2 separate regions of the Rattus norvegicus genome follow, and region 1 is linked to region 2. The links are chromatin contacts, called in public Hi-C maps. All regions are on one chromosome and are shown on one strand. The core of a region is the stretch at or near the end of the contact, and the rest is flanking DNA. Distances in the headings are between cores, read along the strand shown.

Evidence for each region. A called contact is a pair of places that touch in the nucleus more often than the background predicts.
Region 1: a Hi-C map of liver shows a contact between it and region 2, with 2.6 times the contacts expected there. The contact joins the enhancer-like site here to the promoter of Gtf3a in region 2. A contact is called at or near these places in 3 of 12 Hi-C or Micro-C datasets (kidney and liver).

What each region holds. Positions count from the first base shown.
Region 1 is chr12:13,292,114-13,296,389 of GRCr8, reverse strand. No RefSeq gene overlaps it. Among named protein-coding and RNA genes, the nearest start is that of Gtf3a, 36 kb to the right of the region's middle. Within about 2 kb of position 2,484, at least 8 of the 93 cell types and tissues checked have an H3K27ac peak or open chromatin away from gene starts, as enhancers often do. A contact at or near this core is called in liver, where this site is marked.
Region 2 is chr12:13,255,673-13,259,907 of GRCr8, reverse strand. Gtf3a (general transcription factor III A) reads left to right here and starts at 1,321. Exons shown (of 9, transcript NM_001113570.1): 1 at 1,321-1,673; 2 at 3,232-3,332. The coding sequence starts at 1,479.

The sequences.
Region 1 (4,276 bases), core at 1,235-3,734, 35 kb before region 2:
CAGTGTTACCATGGAGACTCAGCCCTTAGGGCCGCCTCTGCGGTTTGCTAGGAAAGAAATGAGCCTCCCTAGGGCCAGCCAACCTCCCAGAGCCTTTTCAGTGACCCTTCCTGCTGCCCAGCACAGCTCACCCGCCACAGGCCTCTGATGCCTCCTGTCCTGGAGAGTCCTGACTTCAATGCCAATCCCTGATGTAGGGACCTGTCCTGGAAGCTATGAGACACCCCAGTAACTTCATGGAATTCCTCTTGATGCATGGACTCCGTTCTTCCTCAGTAGGGGGACCTGTTCAGCCACCCTGCTCATCCCAGAGCCTGACAAAGGTTTTCCACAGGGAGCAGTGCTGCAGAGAAAACTGTGGCTGAACTAGGGAAGTAGGACTCTGCTACAAGCGCTGCGTTTGTTGAGTGAATATTTATAAATGAGACATCATCAGCTACCATCTAGTGAGCGCTCTGGGCCAGCCACTCTGCCTTTTTCCTACAAAATTTCATTCCCTTTTGAGAACTCTACACACGCACGCACGCATGCACACACACACGCGCGCGCGCACACACACACACACGCGCGCACACACGCGCGCGCGCACACACGCGCACGCACACACGCACGCACATGCACACAGACTATAAAGGAAAAATTTAATGTCTAATTGATGTTCCCATGACAGCCAGAGCTCTAGGGTAGGCATGTTAAACCTCAAACTTAAGTGAACTTGCTCCCTACAAGGTGATATAACTGTAAACAGACACTTAATGCTTCCATGGTGCATGCCCCCTCTCAATTCTCCTATAAATGTCCTGTTTAATACCTAAGGTGTCTGATGGCTGTGGGCTATAGCGCTCTCTGCTGTGAGCAGACAGTAGCTCTCGGCAGTTCAGGCAAAGCACCACATTCCTGGGCCACTCCTGCTTCCCATTGGTCTGGAAACATTGTCCCTCCGGGTCAACACTTCCTTGCAGCTTTATCTGTCCCGGGTTCCAGGCCCCAGCCGTATTTGTCCAAATTAGAGTCCGTTTACTTTACAAACCACACTGGAGCTTCGCTGGACACCCAGCAGCTGCTCCCCTGACGTCCCCAGCAGGGCCCTTGTTTGCAGTCAGCAAACAGACCGCCCTGAACCAGCCACTGTGTCTCTTGGCTGCGGAGCGGGTGCAGCAGGCAGCCGGAAGTGGTCCACTCTTTTCCCCACCGCAGGCAGACTGTTCCCTTGGTTCATGAGCTCTCGAGAGAAATAAGTTAAAAAAACAAAACAAAACTGAAAGAATCCAGAGACGAGATGTTTGTAGGGAAATGTGCAAAGATGTTAACAGAAAGCAAAAGGAAAGATCTCGAAAAGGGTGCCCGCTGCCCAAGTGTTACATGGCTGCTTGGTTCTTATTCCACTAAGGCACCCTACCTTCTTGTCCGCCATAGAAATAAATGGAGCAGACTGCTTTGAACAAGCGTTAGCAGGAGGGCTGGTGGGACTGGTGTCCTGGGTCCCCTCCAAGAGGTTTAAGCTGTATGCAGCATCTAAGTGTCCTAGCTACATATAGAAAGGAGATAAGGGGGGCTGGGGATTTAGCTCAGTGGTAGAGCGCTTACCTAGGAAGCGCAAGGCCCTGGGTTCGGTCCCCAGCTCCGAAAAAAAGAAAAAAAGAACCAAAAAAAAAAAAAAAAAAAAAAAGAAAGGAGATAAGGAATGTATTAGGAAGGATAATCCAGCTAATGAGCTTAAGGGACTGAGAATTGGCAGCCATTAGCATCTTTGGTGGGGGAAATCAAGACACAGTCTCTCCGTGTATCCCTGACTGTCCTGGAACTCCATCTGTAGACCAGGCTGGCCTCAAATGCACAGAAATCCACCTCCCTCTGCCTCCCAAGTGCTGGGTTTAAAGGCATGGGCCACCACTGCCAACTGTTTCATAAGTAATGACCAGGTTGTGCCTCAGTAAAAATGTACCACGTTGACACACCCTGAGTGGGAAACCCTGTACATGCTACACACACCGTGCTGTAGCATGTGGCTGGGGCCCAACGTGATCAACTGCAGGGTACACTAGGAGCTGAGATCACTGCTCCCCGCCAGCATCATCAAAGAGCATCAGATTGCATGTCACTGGCCTGGGAGACGAAGCCACATTCAAAACTTCCAACTACCCATTTCTACTGAAAGGATCTGGCTTTCGTGTCTTTGGGTGAAGCCACTCTCAAGTGGACCACTGCAAGTCAAGAACCATCAGCCTTCCGCTTGCCCTGTTTTTTTTTTTGTTTTGTTTTGTTTTGTTTTGTTTTTTTCTTTTTTTTACAGAGCTGGGGACCAAACCCAGGGCCTTGCGCTTGCTAGGCAAGCGCTCTACCACTGAGCTAAATCCCCAACCCCCTGCTTGCCCTGTTATGGGGCTGGTTTCATTATGAGGGATCCTTCCGGACAGGCAACTGGTGGCTTGGGATGTTTGCCTGTACCCTACTCGGATGTGACATGGACTTTGACAGGCAGGGACACACAGTTCCTGATCCGGAGAAGCTGAGCCAGCAACCACCCTAGGCTGTTCAGGGTCACCTGATCCCACACACCGTGTCTTCACCCATACGGGGGTGTTTGTGTCTCTCAGTCTTCTTACATTTGAGCAGCTCAAGGGTTCAGCACTCCATGTTTATTATTTGGTTCCACCGGCAAAGTCCCCGACAGGCGTTGAGCTGGAAACCGAGCATCCTTAGTCCTCCCCAGCCCTGACATGTAGATGTCAGACAGCGAGGTGAGTGGAATTGGCTGAATAAGGCCTGCTGGGATTATAGACTACTCTGTAGGCTTGCTTTGTCTGCACAGATCCATGGTACCTACGCTCCTCTCCCTCAGTCACCGAGGTGCCCCACCTACTCTGAAGAGTGCTGGAAATCACTGACCTGCTCTTGTGGGTTTGGCAAGGAAGACCTTAAAACAGCCTTCCTTGACTCTCCCCTGTGTCTCCTCTGTAAAGGAATGCTGGAGGGAGGGAGCGGGGGGGGGGGGAGTCAGGGGGGCTGTCTGAGTCAGTGAGCAGTAGGCTTGTTATACCCCAATCTCCAAGCCCATCCCTAGACAGTCTGGTGCCTAGAAGTGCCATTTCCTAGGGTCATTAAAGAGAAGGCCACTTTCTACTTGGCTTTTCTGGTCCAGTCAGCTCTCGACACACAGAGCACATAGGCCCAGCCTCTGGAGAGAGCCTGGTCTGTGAGTCAACATGTGTCTCAAACCTCCCATTTTATCTGATGACTCCCAGTTGGCAGACATTTATAGATGCAGCCAATCCCCTGAGGTGTCGTTATGTGCTCACGTCACAAGACAAACTAACACGGCCTTGCTTAATTTCCCCTCATTCTCTGGGGTTCAGGGTCCACCGCTCTCCTTGATTTCACACTGGGCTTTCTTTACTCCATAGTGAGCAGCGGGTGGCGCTGTGGGGCCAATAACTGTTTTCCGGCCCTCTGTGGTCCTCCCCCCCCCCCCCCCCCCCCGCATCAGGCTAGGGGGTTTGGGGGATCCCTTCCTTAGAGATGCTCAAGCCCCTTGTGTGACCCTTATAGATCCAAAACCCAACCCCTCCCATTCAACCCTTTCTAGATTTCTTTCTTTTTCTATTTGGTTTGGTTTGGTGTGATTTGAGACAGGATTTCTCTATATAGCCCTGGATGTCCTAGATTTCACTACGTAGTCCAGGTTGCCCTTGAACTCAAAGAACTCCACCTGCCTCTGACTCCCAAGTGCTGAGTTTAAAGGCATGCATCACCCCACCTAGGTAAATTTTTTTTCTTTTTCTTTTTTTCCGGAGCTGGGGACTGAACCCATGGCCTTGCACTTGCTAGGCAAGCGCTCTACCACTGAGCCAAATCCCCAGCGGTAATTTTTTTTTAAGGATTTACTTACCTGTGTGAGTATTTTGTATTTTGCCTGCAGGTCTGTACCTTGAGTTTTACAGATAGTTGTGAGCACCACGGAGGTGCTGGGCATTAAATCTGGGACCACCACAAGAGTAGCCAGTGCCGTTAACCTCCCAAGCGACCTTTCTCTCCGGCCCCTTATTTTTATTTTATTTTATTATTTTATTTATTTTTTTGAGATTGGTTGGTACAGATTTGGGACCCCTGGGAACATGTTTAGGCAGATGACACCCTCAGAGAGGTGGTGCTGAATCCCGGCTTGACCTGTCTCTTCCTCTCTGAGCAGCACATTTTCATGAAACTTCCGTCAATACCATTTCCCAAAGGCAGGGCATCGCCTTCAGTTCTGTCTACTCTAATAGAAACAATCAAT
Region 2 (4,235 bases), core at 72-2,571:
TTGTGTAGCCTTGGATGTCCTGGAATTCATTCTGTAGACCAAGCTGGCTTTGAATTCAGAGATTCACCTGTTTCTGCCTCCATTGTGGGATTAAAGCTAGTTCTGTCTGGGTTCATCTTTAGCTTTGACACTTAAGACTCACAATCCTCCTCCCCATCCCCCAACCCAACCCCCAACCCTGGGATTGGTATGTTTGGGTCTGGAAAGAGCCTGAATCCTAGCTGAGCCAAATATTGTCTAACCAAGGTTATTAACTAAGAGGAGAAAAAAATTATGTAAAGTCCAGGCTGCTTGACTGAGACCAAAGTCCTTGGAAAACAAGAGTCACAGGGGAAGGACCTCAGAATCTTCTAGAAGCTGATGTTCAGAGAAAAGGAGAAACAGAAGACTGGAGCTGGAAAAGAGTGTCCGCTGATGGAGTAGAGCGGACAAGAAAGCGAGAAAGGGAAGAGGGACCGGAAAGAAGAAAGAGACAGTCAGCAATCTGCACATGCGCATGGGGCATAAGCATGCGAACCCAACAACAATGACCTGTCAACAAGTGCTGAGACCCCTGTAGCCCTCTGTTCAGTCCTTTTTCATTTGAATTGCTTTGACGCGAGGGAATTAAGTACATTCAAACCTTCTGCAGTAAAGATATCCATTAGCCAAAAAAGCTTAAAGATTTCCCATGGTTATCTTCATCCACTAACAGTAAGACCGGTTCAGCCCTTCATAGATGCACAGCACTTTTTTTTTCTTTTCTTTTTTTCCGGAGCTGGGGACCGAACCCAGGGCCTTACGCTTGCTAGGCAAGCGCTCTACCATTGAGCTAAATCCCCAACCCCTGCACACCACTTTTTAAGGAAGGATTCACAGAGGTTATTTTTCAGTCTCTGCCATTATGGAGGTTAAATCAGGCTGAGGGAAAAGTGGAAATCCCACAGCTAAAAATACCCCCAAACACTAAGGACTCAGTGACACAAAGAGAAAGTTGACAAAACAACAACCAACACAACTGACGTCAGAAATTAAGGTTTAATTGGTCCGGGTTAAGTTCTGGGCTTTGGAATTTTGAAAAATTTCCACGTGACTCGAAGGAGCAGACAAGCTTGGGTTCCACTACGTTCTGAGGCTTGTGTCAGGATGCAGAGGGCAAAACTGGAATGTGAAGAACAGGCCACCTTAAGTCATGTCGGGTTAATATTTGGGACGTTTAAGCAGCGCTTCCTGTTTCCCTAAGACACGAACCAGGAGACCAGAGCCTGGCTGCCCGGCTCAGTCGAAGAGTCCTTGATGCGCATGTGCGGCCAGGCTACGCGACCGAGCCTCTCAGGGCATGCGCAATCCTGGCGCATGGGGTTTAATGGGCGGGACCTGGCGCCTTTGCGGGCCGCGTTCCCGGAAGTGTCGGGTCTCTGGGCGCCGGTAGCTTGTGTCCCGCGTTCCGGGGACAGCACGTGGCTGCCCCGCCTCGGCCCGGGCGCAGTTGCGTCGCCCTGGAGCCGCGGGTCTCGGTCGCGGAAGCGGTGTCGTCCCTGACCATCGCGGACGCGTTCGTTCGGGCCTGTGTGGGCCCCGCCCCGCCGCGCCCCGCGCTCCCCAGCAGGTTCATCTGCTCCTTTCCTGACTGCAGCGCTAGTTACAACAAAGCCTGGAAGCTAGACGCGCACCTCTGCAAGCACACGGGGGAGGTAACCTGGCCGCGGGTGTGCATGGTGGAGCCTGGCGCAGAGGTTGGGTCCTGGACTTGGCCGGGGCAGGTGCTCAGCAAAGACTGAGGTCTAGGACGTCAGGGTTTCTTGCAAGCAACAAGTGTGCACCCTTTCAATTGCAGGCGGGCTTTGGTCAAGTACCAAGGCTATGTGGGTTAGAGTGAACAGGAAAAGCCTTCCTGTTTGGCCCTTTCCCCTGGCTCCTCTATTTTGTTTTATGCACCTTGGTTTCTTTCTCTTGGCAGACTTGCCAACCCACTGTCATCATAACATCTTTGTGACTTTACCCCCGTTTCTCCTTGAACATTCTCTTCCTACATTTTGGCCTTTCTTTGTCCCTGTGTCCGAGTTAGAGCTTGCATTTTAGACCAGAATGCTGTTCTTTGGTTGGACAATTAAAGTTACGGTTTGTCATCATTATCATTATTGAGACAGGGTTTCTCTGTGTAGCCCTGGCTGTTCTGGAACTCACTTTGTAGGCCGGACTGGTCTCCAACTCAAGAGGTCCGCTTGTCTCTGCCTCCTAAGTGCTAGTATTTAAGGCGTGCACCACCACACCTGGCTTTGAAGTTGTGTTTATTGTTCCAGATTGGACAATAATTTGACTAGTACGGGTCCTACTGTAGGACTGGATCTGAACAAGGTTCTTTGACTTTATGCTGAGCAGTGCGGCTCACTTACGTCTTCCTGTCCACTGGCAGTCTAGTACTGTGATGAAAGTCTTGGATCTCAGAGTATTCCCATAGTTAGGAAATATCCAATTGGATGTTGGGATATGCTGTAGCTTTACTGTGGGTTTCATGACAGCATCCCCTCCCCCACATCTGGGAGCCAAATTGGAGATCGCAGTTAGGGCTGGGAGATGTTTCCTTCGTTTACCTTTGCACCTATGAGCTTTTTCAGCTGTGACACATTTTCCTGTCTTTGTGCCTGATCTCTCTTACTGTAGACACAGAGGTCACCTGTGATGAGACACAGCCTGCTCCTTCTTCTGCCTCTCCTCCTTGGTGGTAAAATGGTATTATGGCAGAGAGATGCGCAGACAGGCTATCTGGGCTCATGTCAAATCAAACTTGAGAAGGGGTCTCCTGGGGAAGCCTGTGTCCCAAAGGAGCAAGCTAACCTACCTGCCTGTCAGATGCTGTCCATCCACAGAACAATAATAATCTGTGTGCTATGGTGACTCGTGAAAAGATGGGGCGTTTTTTGATGTGGAACTCGGTGCAGCAGAATTAAGTCCTGCCCAAGTGCGGCAGGCATCTTTCTGAATGGACACGTCCCTGGAAGGAAGTGTCTGGTGTTGCCTGCCACAAATCAGACTTTTAACAACATAGAGCTGATGAGATGGCTCAGTGGGGAGGGACCAGACCTGAGGACCTTAACTGGATTCCTGGAACCCAAAGTGTAGAAGGAAAGAACTCCAGGAAGCTGTCCTCTGACCTCCACAAGAATGCAGTGGTACAAACATGTCCCCCTCCCCACAGAAATAACTTTAAAAAAGTAAACACTTCCTTTCCTCCCCTTTTCTTTCTGCTAGAGGCCGTTCGTTTGTGACTATGAGGGCTGTGGCAAAGCCTTCATCAGGGACTACCATCTGAGTCGACACATCCTGATTCACACCGGAGAAAAGCCATTTGTGTGAGTAGGGGCTGACTGGCCACGGGAGTAGGTTGTGTCGTGTAGCCCCGGCAGGATGATGGCTGATTCTTAGGAGGAAGGACAGAGGGTGGGCTGGTGAGATGGCTTAGCGGGTAAAAGTACTTGCCACCACGCTTGACAGCCTGCGTTTGATCTTCAAAAGTGTTGTCTGTGGCTCAGACTGGCTCTCTCTTGTCACAGGCAGGTGACTTTATGACAGTGGTCATATCCCTTACTGTGTCATCGAGTGGCCTCTGCTGTTCTCTTACCTTCCCCTTTATGCTTGGCTCCCAGACATGACACTGGTGTGGCTTTGCTTAGCAACAATACTTCTTGTCCCTACCCTTGCCCCTGCCTCTGCCCCTGCCGTTTGGTGCCTGCCAGAACTTGTGACCCTGTTCTGCCCTGGGCTTGTGTTTACATGCCTGTGTTAGATGCTTACGCATTGGCTTGTGTCCTGACTGGAATTCAGAAGTGGAGTTGAAAGGTGTGGGGTACTCCAGGCTCCTTAGGGATCTGGGCTCCAAATTGGTCTCTGGGTCCCATTCTCATCTTAGGGCTTCAACCCTGTTTAGGGTCTTGCTGTGTCAAGGAGGGCAAGAGATGTGTTGTGTGCATTTTTTTTTTTTTTTTTTTTTTGGTTCTTTTTTTCGGAGCTGGGGACCGAACCCAGGGCCTTGCGCTTCCTAGGCAAGCACTCTACCACTGAGCTAAATCCCCAACCCGTGTTGTGTGCATTTTAGGCACCATGAGGCCACCTCTGTTTGCAGGGGCAGAGGTACATAGCAGCTCTCCCATGTGCTCTGGGGTCTCTGCACGCCGTCTTCCCATTGTGCCTTCGCATCTCTGGACCCCTTTGCCCAGGTGCACGGTGTGTAAGGAGAGTCTTCTCATGCAATGAGA